Linked DNA regions of Mus musculus: region 1 is linked to region 2. Evidence: chromatin contacts called from public HiChIP or PLAC-seq data. All regions are on one chromosome and are shown on one strand. Each heading gives the region's core, a stretch centred on a gene start, on an enhancer-like site or on the middle of the called end of the contact. The rest is flanking DNA. Distances are from core to core; before and after follow the strand shown. Region 1 overlaps Rad21 (RAD21 cohesin complex component). Region 2 holds the start of Eif3h (eukaryotic translation initiation factor 3, subunit H).

Region 1 (4,905 bases), core at 1,202-3,701, 110 kb after region 2:
GCTTCCCGATTTTCCTCAGGTAGATCGACAACACCTGGAAAAGAGAGATGAAGCTTGAAGGCCTAGCTGAGTAGATTACATGTGGGTCAGAGGTAGCACATGCCAAGTATCTCCAGATGGAAGCCCTTGTCTGCTGTCATGTTAGCATGAGTTCTACACAAGTAGTCCAGGCACTCAGTATGCTGGAAGCTAAGCTTTCAAAACAGCATGCCAACAAACAAACAGGGTTAGTCTTCTACTTTTTACCATGAAATCTATCTGGAGTAGTATCAATGGTTACAAAGAAGTACAATAAATATATATTTTCTTATTCCAATTGTGTTTTCCTTGTGAGCAGTGTGGAAGGCAGAGGTCCAGGTCAGGGGACTTTTTCCAACTGCTCGATACCTTTCTTGACACAAGGTCTCATTGCATTTGGAACTCAACAATTATCAGGCCAAGGCTGTAAAAGAAGCCCAAGGGCTGGTGAGATGGCTCAGTGGGTAAGAGCACCCGACTGCTCTTCCGAAGGTCCGAAGTTCAAATCCCAGCAACCACATGGTGGCTCACAACCATCCGTAATGAGATCTGACTCCCTCTTCTGGAGGGTCTGAAGACAGCTACAGTGTACTTACATGTAATAAATAAATAAATAAATAAATAAATCTTAAAAAAAAAAAAAAAAGAAGCCCAAGGCATTGTTTCTTCTTCCCCTGCACTGGGATTACAGGTGCCACTGAAGCTCAGTGTTTGTCGTTTTTTTCTTATAATGTGGGCGAGGGACTCATGCCCTTCATGTTTACAGAACCAAAGCAACTCCCTAAGTAGGAGGTGGTTATCTTAGGAAAAGGATCACAAAATGTTGGCTATGTTCAAAATTTTCCAGATAAAAGTATTTAAAAATAACATGACAACTATAAAGGACAAAAAAATTACTGTCTACGTGGTGGCACATGCCTTTAATCCCAGCACTTGGGAGGCAGAGGCAGGCGGATTTCTGAGTTCGAGGCCAGCCTGGTCTACAAAGTGAGTTCCAGGACAGCCAGGGCTACACAGAGAAACCCTGTCTCGAAAAACCGAAAAACAAAAAAAACTACTGTCTAGCGTGCTATATGCAATAAATATACTTTATCACACAAAAATAAAGTAGTAGGTAGTTTACTATCATGTACTAAAATAGAAGTATTAGAATATAGCATCAACGGAAGCTGCTATATAAAAGCACCCTGACACATCACGTCTATCTCACTGATTCTACAAAGCTAGCTGGTCAGAGAGGCCCTGGGATGAGCCCATCTCCTCCCTACAGTACACAGCAGAGGCAGGGGCCACCATTGCCAGCCTTTTCCATCGTCACTGGAGACTGCCCTCAGGCCCTCCGTGCTTGCCTCCAAGCACCCTGACAACTCCACTATCCGCAGCACATAGTCTGATCATTTAAAACAGCAACATTTCATCATTTCAAATTGTAGAATGTGAGTCCAGATGAATACTACAGATACTATTTACTTTGGTTGGTTCTAGAACCAAATCTTACCTCAAGCAAAACTGTAAAACTGACACGACAAAGACCATTAAATGAAATGTCTCAGGATTAAAAGTGCATGTGATTTTAAAATTATGTTAAGACTGTTCAGGGGGAAAAAGCCAGCCCCCCACCCAGTTGCATTTTGAGCCACCTTTTATAATTCACACATCAACAGTTTGCAGCATGTCTGCTCCGATGACTCAGCTGCTGCAAGCTGCTGAGACTAGGTAAACACCGAGTCTAAAAATGGACAGTGCTCCCTACAATGGGAGCTGCTATGAAAAAAACCACACCTATCTAGAACACACAATTAGCAGTTTCCACCATGGTATGGGAAGCCTCACAGGTTAAAAAACAAAGAAAGGCACACTACCTGGCCGAAACGCCATCTTTATTTTAATAAATGCTTCATTACAGTCTGCGAGGAGGTATTTGGCTTTCCTGTGATAGATGCGGACTACTCCCAGGAGAAGGTGTCCTGACGTCCGCAGCGCCATCTTCACCTGAGCAAGAGATGAGCATTACATCCACGGTCAGTGGATTACATTCGAGGGCAGTGTACTGGAAAGTGCATATCCTGTGCTATTTATAAGGATCTTGTGCTTTTTCTTTATTTTCTGGGTGATTTAAAGTCGGTTAATAAATATTTGCACCTTACCATTTCCTAACTCCCCTAACACAGACTAAACGACAGTAATTCATAAATTCACTTAGACATAAAGGCAGCTATGAAGCAGAAAGCCGATCTTCCCATGGATGTTGCCATCAGCACACCAAGGATTGTGATTTTGTTTTAGAAGCAAACACTCCTGGCCTTAAAAAAAAGAAAGATTATTTCAGACCTGTCGGTTAAAACGTCTTATTGAGCAGGCGCACACACATACCTCAGTCAACTGAGAAAGAAAGGTGGGGCTTGCCAGCGGATTTCTGAGAAGGGCTTTGAAATAACAGAATGTCTCTGTCTTCTCCCTTTCCTGCTGTGTGGGTGATGATGCACCAAAGGACAGTCAACGAGCTAAGGCTTTGGCTCATCTCTGTGCTAGGGACCAATTAGATCTGTCTTGGAATGTCCCTTTAACACTTTTCCTTTTGTTAAGCACTGTTAATTACTTCCTAATACTAGATCAGAAGACACAATAATGACCTAAACAGACACAGAAATATTCAAAACTTTCCTGGCTACAAATAATTCAAAGAATAAAAAACATGAACTCAAAAGTTCCCCCAGATAGTTCTTCATTCAAATCATACCATAAACTCAAGCTTCCCAAATTCTATGGTAAAAACATACTCATTAAAAGATATGTTTAAAATTATGTCCATTGTATGTTAGCACCGCATCTGTCTAGGACTCCTCTGCAATCTAGCCTCTGTATTTATGGTCATCTTATGTGATTTAAAGCAAGACTAACAAACTTGCTACTGTAAATTTTTAGACCTCTCAAATAATAACAAATCTGATCAAATCCAGGACACAGAAAGAATGACAGAACCCCTTCCATGTCTACAATGAGCAACCTCCAAATGTAGCGCCTGTACTAGTTTGGTTTAGAGTGGGTAAAGTTAGGTAAGACGTGCTTTAAGCAGAAGGATGTAAATACAGTAAGTTGGCCACCGGCTATATGCTAAACAAAGGGGGCCTGGGATGGTTCTTCAAATGGGAGGAGTTGGGAAAGTTCATAGAAGCTCCCAGGTAAGGCAGAGCAACCCCAACCTCAACAAATAAACCATTTCCTCAGCATGAAATGCTCAGCAGTTTCAGGCCAGCTCCCTGGGCCAATAGCTTCACACCATATTACACTAAACCCTAATAAAGACCCACAATGATTGAAAAATGTTAAGTGAGTAATTTGTGGGGTCCACCAGTTATCTTTAATGTCAAACTATCTATATCTGCTAACACACTCTTTTTTTTCCCATTTTTTATTAGGTATTTAGCTCATTTACATTTCCAATGCTATACCAAAAGTCCCCCATACCCACCCACCCCCACTCCCCTACCCACCCACTCCCCCTTTTTGGCCCTGGCATTCCCCTGTACTGGGGCATATAAAGTTTGCAAGTCCAATGGGCCTCTCTTTCCAGTGATGGCCGCCTAGGCCATCTTTTGATACATATGCCTGCTAACACACTCTTATCTCTCAGACTTTTTGTAGTGTACAAAGTACTCTATGTACATTATAACAAGTATCCTTAGAGCCAAAGTAGTTTTGAGATTTATGGATATTAAAAAAAAGAATGCGCTGGGTGTGGTGGCACATGCCTTTAATCCCAGCACTTGGGAGGCAGAGGCAGGTGGATTTCTGAGTTCGAGGCCAGCCTGGTCTACAAAGTGAGTTCCAGGACAGCCAGGGCTACACAGAAAAACCCTGTCACGAAACAACAACAACAACAAACAAAAACAAAAATAAAAGGAAAAAAAAAAAAAGAAAGAAAAGAATGCTATCTCTCCAGTCTCATCTTCTGTCAACAAGTATGCACGTGTGTGTGTGTGTGTGTGTGTGTGTGTACACGAACTTCTGCTTTCCAACTAGTGCACAGAAAGCATACTGTAGGCTTTGTGTGTGTATGTTTTTATGTGCAGACAGTAAACCCTGCACATACATATAGTTCCATACGTGCATGTTTATTGTACATGGCACTGTATTTTTAGGACTGAATTTTAAAAAGCTCTATTCTGAGCTGTAGTACAATGTCTGCTATAGCCAGCACATTTTCAGAGCACCTTTCACTCACACATGAGTAAGGAAAAGTAGGTATTTCCTGTACACTCCCCTGTTCCAGCAGGAGTGGCCTACTCTCTGTATCACCCGGCATACTGGTACATTTATAAGTGATAAATTATACAGCAATATATGGTAACCCAAAGCCCACTTTTGGTTTTCAAGTACCTCTACACTTAGATGGACTAAATGGACAGGGTCATGAACTCACCATCACAGTTATGGCAGACAGCTCTACTGCTCTAAATCAAGCCTGTGGTCTGCCTACTCATACTTCCTTCTTGCCCCAACCCCTCAGATTTTCACTACCTTTGTAGCCAGCCGTGCCTTTCCAAGCGTGTCCTGCAGTCAGAACTCTGCAGTAGAAAGCCTTTGCAGAGCAGTCTATGCATAGGCCAGTTTTTATCAACACATCCACTGAGGAGCTCCTAAACGCTTTGTATGTTGTGGCAAGTCTGAGTAAAGATGCTATGAACATCTCTTTGTTTTTAAATATAGACATTAAGTTTTCAACTACTTCTGGGTAAGTATCAAGGAAAAAGACTTTGGGCTTACAGTTAACATCTGCCTAAAATTTTTGGCATATTTCATCATAGGCTTTTTTTGAGTCTTAATAGGTTATATTCTAGTTTTATACTTCACATTTTAGGCCTATGACCCTGAGTTAACTTATTT
Region 2 (4,833 bases), core at 279-2,778:
TCAAACTCTGACATCCACAGGTATTACAGTCAGTAACAAGCACAGCTTACAGTCTCCCATGCTCACCACATACAGGTTTTCACATAATCCAAACGATACACCAATGCCTAACTACTTCTCAATCCCATCTGAACACATGAGGTAACTAAAGCTGGTTAAGGCCAACTTCTTAGGGCCACAGAGACTAAGTCTATAAACATCAGGTTATATTAAACAACAAACACAAAAAAGCCTCATGACAATCTAACTAAACTATAGTCCAAAGTGAAATTACTAATAATTTCCACTTAAACACTGCCTGCTGCAATCACAATTTTCACATAAATTAAAAAATCCCTATTACAAGAGTCTTTAGCCGGGCATGGTGGCGCACGCCTTTAATCCTAGCACTTGGGAGGCAGAGGCAGGCAGATTTCTGAGTTCGAGGCCAGCCTGGTCTACGAAGTGAGTTCCAGGACAGCCAGGGCTACACAGAGAAACCCTGTCTCGAAAAAAAAAAAAAAAAAAAAAAAAAGTCTTTAGAAAATACCTAATGGATAATACCTAAAAACTGGTTTGAGAGAAAAGGGTGCTTTGGGGAAAAAAGAAAAAAGAAGAAAAGAAGGAGGAGGAGAAAGAAGGGAGAAGAAGAAGACGACGACGATGACCTTTTTCTTTTCTCTGTGGTTTTCTTTTTGAGACAAGATCTCGGTGCCAAATGACCTCAAACTCGTGGAGCTCTGCCTGCCTGGGCCTCACCTGTGCTCAGGGTAAAGACATGTGCCACCACAACCTTCAGGAGGAAGGTTCCTAAAGCTTAGAACCCCACCTCATTTCTAGATTCGCATATTTTCTCTTCCATCCACTACCTTCCCCCGAGCTTCCCCAGATACTCTAAGTCATGGATCTTATGCAGAAATAAACTTACGGCTGTGTCCTATGGCTTCTTGGGTTCACGCTGAACTCTGCCTAAGAGTTTTACCCCAGTTCTGCAAGCCCAGGTAAAGTTAACACACGCTAACACAGTAAATCTATTGAGAATGCACTTGGCAAACGCCCCTCCGGGAAGCCAAGGTGTTTCCTTTCCCCTCACTCCTCTCCCTAGAGCCCCAAACAGAACCCTAAATCCTTCCCATCACAACTGTCATTCGGTTGTAACCCCTCCTCTCCTGAGCCTCTAAAAGCCAGACCACGCCAAGCTGTCCCATACCCCCATTCCGGCCCCGTTTCTCAGCACTCAGGTCTCTCGTCGGAAAACAGGGAAGGCTGCGGTGTCTTTCGAGCAAAAGTGAAGATGAAGGAGAAGGGCGCCGAGGGGAGAGCGCGGTCAGCCCGCGCCTGGGGAAGGCGGCAGGAAGCGCGCCCGGCAGGGATCAGCCTCACACGTGGGCCTGTGGCCGCAACCCGCACTCACCAGGCCGTCGATCTGCACCTGCTTCACGGCCGAATCTCCGGAGCCGCCTTTGCCTTTGCCCTTCCCCACCGCGCCGCCAGCAGAACCGGAGGAGGTGGCGGTAGAGCCGGTGCCTTCCTTGCGCGACGCCATGTTTCCAGCCAGACAGGAAGAAAGAGAAGCGTGAGGCGCCGGAAGCGGAACTACGAGGCTCCGTGACGCTATGTTAAGGCTTTGGGGGTGGGGGGGGCGGTGTCTGGAAGCAGGCTGGGCAGGGCCCCGCCTCCTCGGTGGTGTTTCTCCCTCCCCCAACCCTCCCTGAGATTGTGGGAATCCTCTGCGCACGCGCGGAGTTTGGCCCGTACTGCTCAACCCACAGTAATTGATTAGGGTCACTCTGACTACAGAGAAAGAGCTTAGAAGCAAGAGCCATTATTCTACACCCACTCAGAATATACAGAAAATGTCTAAAACATGGTTAACTTTGATCAGTCTCTAAAATGAAAGATTTACCTGGGTAAAATACTCAGAAGTTCTTTTCTGTAGTGTTGTAGTGTGGAAGTTGATGTCATGGTAAGTATTCAGAATGCAGACTCTACGAATAATGCTGACCTATGACATGAGCTCTGAAATACATATTATCGTGACTGGAAAACACTACATCTGTTGTAGGAAGCCATTGTAATAATTCTCTGCTTTAGAGTGACTTTTTCCCTACTCCTTATTCAAAAGTAATGAAATGGTCACACTGTGGCAGAAAATATTGTATGCTAACCTTTAATTTTTGTTGTTGCTATTATTTGGGGTTTGTTATGCATCAATCTGACAGCAAGGATTAAAATGTTACTAATGATTCAATGATTCAATGTCCACTTCTACAAGTCTAGAAGGAATATTAGCATCCTGGCTCACAGAGAAAATCTCCACAAAGTATCAAAGGTGCATCATAGAAGAGTTACACTAGAAAGCAGTAGCAGGGTGTTAAAAAGCAGAAATAAAACTCTCAAAAGAATTAAGTGGGAGTTAAAACTGTGTGGTATTTATAAAGAAAAAATATCCACTAGCTAATCCTACAACATACATAGTTTGACAGGACACTGCCTCTGGAAAGCAGGGACACAAATGTGACAATGGCAGCTTGTAAAGGTGAAGGGGAAAACCCATATTAGGATGAAGTGCTTAATTTTAATTGGGTATGTTAATTAGGTGAGCCAAGGGAGGTGCTGAGTGCTGGACTTCCTTTGATAGCTGGACTTTGGTAGTCATCCACAGGAGGAGGAAGTGGCCAAATAAGGGAATGGACCTTGTTGGCTAGCTTTAGGAATGCAATCTGTTGGTTTGGTTTGATGGAGGGAATGGGGGGAGAAGGGCAAGGCCTAACAGATCGATGCCTGCAGTGCTTGGGCTGGCTAGAGTCCCTTCAGAGAAGTCCCTACTAGCTACCTTTCCATCACCAGATCTGTATTAGACGAGCCAGCCGAAGTAAAGACCCAGAGTTCAGCACCAAAGTACTCAAATATAAATGTTTAAATTATTTTAAGCCGTGCGTGGTGGTGCATGCCTTTAATCCCAACACTTGGGAGGCAGAGGCAGGTGGATTTCTGAGTTCGAGGCCAGCCTGGTCTACAGAGTGCCAGGACAGCCAGGGCTACACAGAGAAACCCTGTCTCAAAAAACAAAAAAACAAAAAACAAAAAAAGGTAAATTGTTTTAAAAATTGTGCCAGTTAGGTAGTGGCACTTGCCTTTAATCCCAGCACTGGGGAGATAATGGCAGGCAAATATCTAGGAGTTTAAACTCAGCCTGATCCAGGGCAAGTTCCAGGACAGCCAGAACCACAGAGAAACCCTGCCTTGAAAAAAAAAACAGAAATTGGGCTGGGCGTGGTGGTGCATGCCTTTAATCCCAGCACTTGGGAGGCAGAGGCAAGTGGATTTCTGAGTTCGAGGCCATCCTGATCTACAGAGTGAGTTCCAGGACAGCCAAGGCGACACAGAGAAACCCTGTCTTGAAAAACAAAAACAAAAAACAAAAACAAAAACAAGAAAAGAAAAAGAAAAAACAGAAATCAAACTAAACAAACAAACAAAAAAACTAAACTGGAAAATATAATCTATCCATGAAGGACCTGGTGCAGCCCCCATGTAGGCCCTGTACTGGCAGCTTCAGTCTCTGTGCATTCATGTGAGCCTTGCTCAGTAGATTTAGAGGGACTTGTTCTCCTGGTGTGCTCCATCCCCTCTGGTTCTTACACTTATTCTGCCTCTATTCTGTTCTACGGGATTCCCTTAGCTCCCAGAGGAAGGATTTAATGAAGACATCTCTTTAAAGCTGTTTATTCCTGGATCTATCTCTGTCTGTCTCTGTACCTGGCTCTCTCTGTTTCTGTTTCTGTTTCTCTCTGTCTCTGTCTCTGTCTCTCCTCCCTCCTCCAACCCCCACCGTGTGCGCATGTGTGTGTGTGTGTGTGTGTGTTTGTGTGTGTGTGTGTGTGTGTGTGTGTGTGTGTGGCTGTGTGGTCTGTGTCAGTGTGTCTGTGTAATGTCTGGTTGTAGATTTCTGAATTTGTTCCCATTCAGACGCAGAGGAAGCTTCTCCGATGACGACTGAATAAGTTTTGCAAAGAAATAGGGTAAAATGCCATAGGTAATTAATGTGAAAGGCTAACAGTTATGCTTGTACAAATCTGAAGTCTAGAGCTTGGGAAACTAAAGCAAGATGGGAAGTTCTGGGCAGGTCAGCTTCAAAGATATTTAAAGAAACTTCAAGAACACAGAAGGGAAGAAAGAAATGAAAAAGAGACAATAGATTGGAGATAAAGAAATTAAATGGCTTGCCTAAGCCTAAACTTATAAGTAGCTACAATAATATAAGTGTTCTTGACATACCAATTACAAGACAAAAAAAAATAAGATATATAAACATAAACATATGCATACGTGACCAGAAGAAACTCACTTCAGACACAATGATTTAAACATGTTGCCAGTAAATTGGGGGACAGGGAAGCTAGAGAGACAGCTCAGCTCATAAAGTACTTGCCTTGTAAACGGGATGCTATGCATTTGATCCTCAAAACCCACATAAAAAGGTGGGGTACTGACCTAATGCTTAGGTGTGATCCTAGCATTAGGGCACAGAGACAGACGGATTCTTGAGGCCTTCTAGACAAGCCAGACCAGCCTAGTCTTCTGGCTCAGCTCCAGGCCAGTGGAAAATGCTGTCTCAGAAAAAAGTGGGGCCTGTGAGATTGGGGGATAAAGGCACCTGCCAGTCCTGACACCCTGAGTTCAGTCCCCCAAATCCACATGGTACAGACATAGAACTTAATGCGAGTTGTCCTCTGATCTCTATAATGCTCACAGACATCACACCCCCTCAATAAGTAAATGAGTATAATTTTTTTTTACTTACTTACTTATTTATTTATTTATTTTTGATTTTTTGAGACAGGGTTTCTC

Evidence for each region. HiChIP or PLAC-seq counts read pairs in DNA pulled down with a chosen protein or histone mark.
Region 1: an H3K27ac HiChIP or PLAC-seq map of embryonic stem cells shows a contact between it and region 2, with 15 read pairs. The contact joins the enhancer-like site here to the promoter of Eif3h in region 2. A contact is called at or near these places in 5 of 39 promoter capture datasets (the C10 cell line, erythroid cells, liver and 1 more), 14 of 484 Hi-C or Micro-C datasets (B cells, CD8 T cells, LSK cells and 10 more), 8 of 115 datasets of contacts at active chromatin or transcription factors (astrocytes, bone marrow-derived macrophages, embryonic stem cells and 3 more) and 3 of 9 other capture datasets (adipose tissue, liver and pancreatic islet).

The regions. Positions count from the first base shown.
Region 1 is chr15:51,976,165-51,981,069 of GRCm38.p6, forward strand. It overlaps Rad21 (RAD21 cohesin complex component), which reads right to left. Exons shown (of 14, transcript NM_009009.4): 3 at 1,881-2,010; 4 at 1-34. Among named protein-coding and RNA genes, the nearest start is that of Gm52217, 12 kb to the right of the region's middle. Within about 2 kb of position 2,452, at least 18 of the 459 cell types and tissues checked have an H3K27ac peak or open chromatin away from gene starts, as enhancers often do. A contact at or near this core is called in embryonic stem cells and pancreatic islet, where this site is marked.
Region 2 is chr15:51,863,933-51,868,765 of GRCm38.p6, forward strand. Eif3h (eukaryotic translation initiation factor 3, subunit H) reads right to left here and starts at 1,529. Exons shown (of 8, transcript NM_080635.1): 1 at 1,394-1,529. The coding sequence starts at 1,525.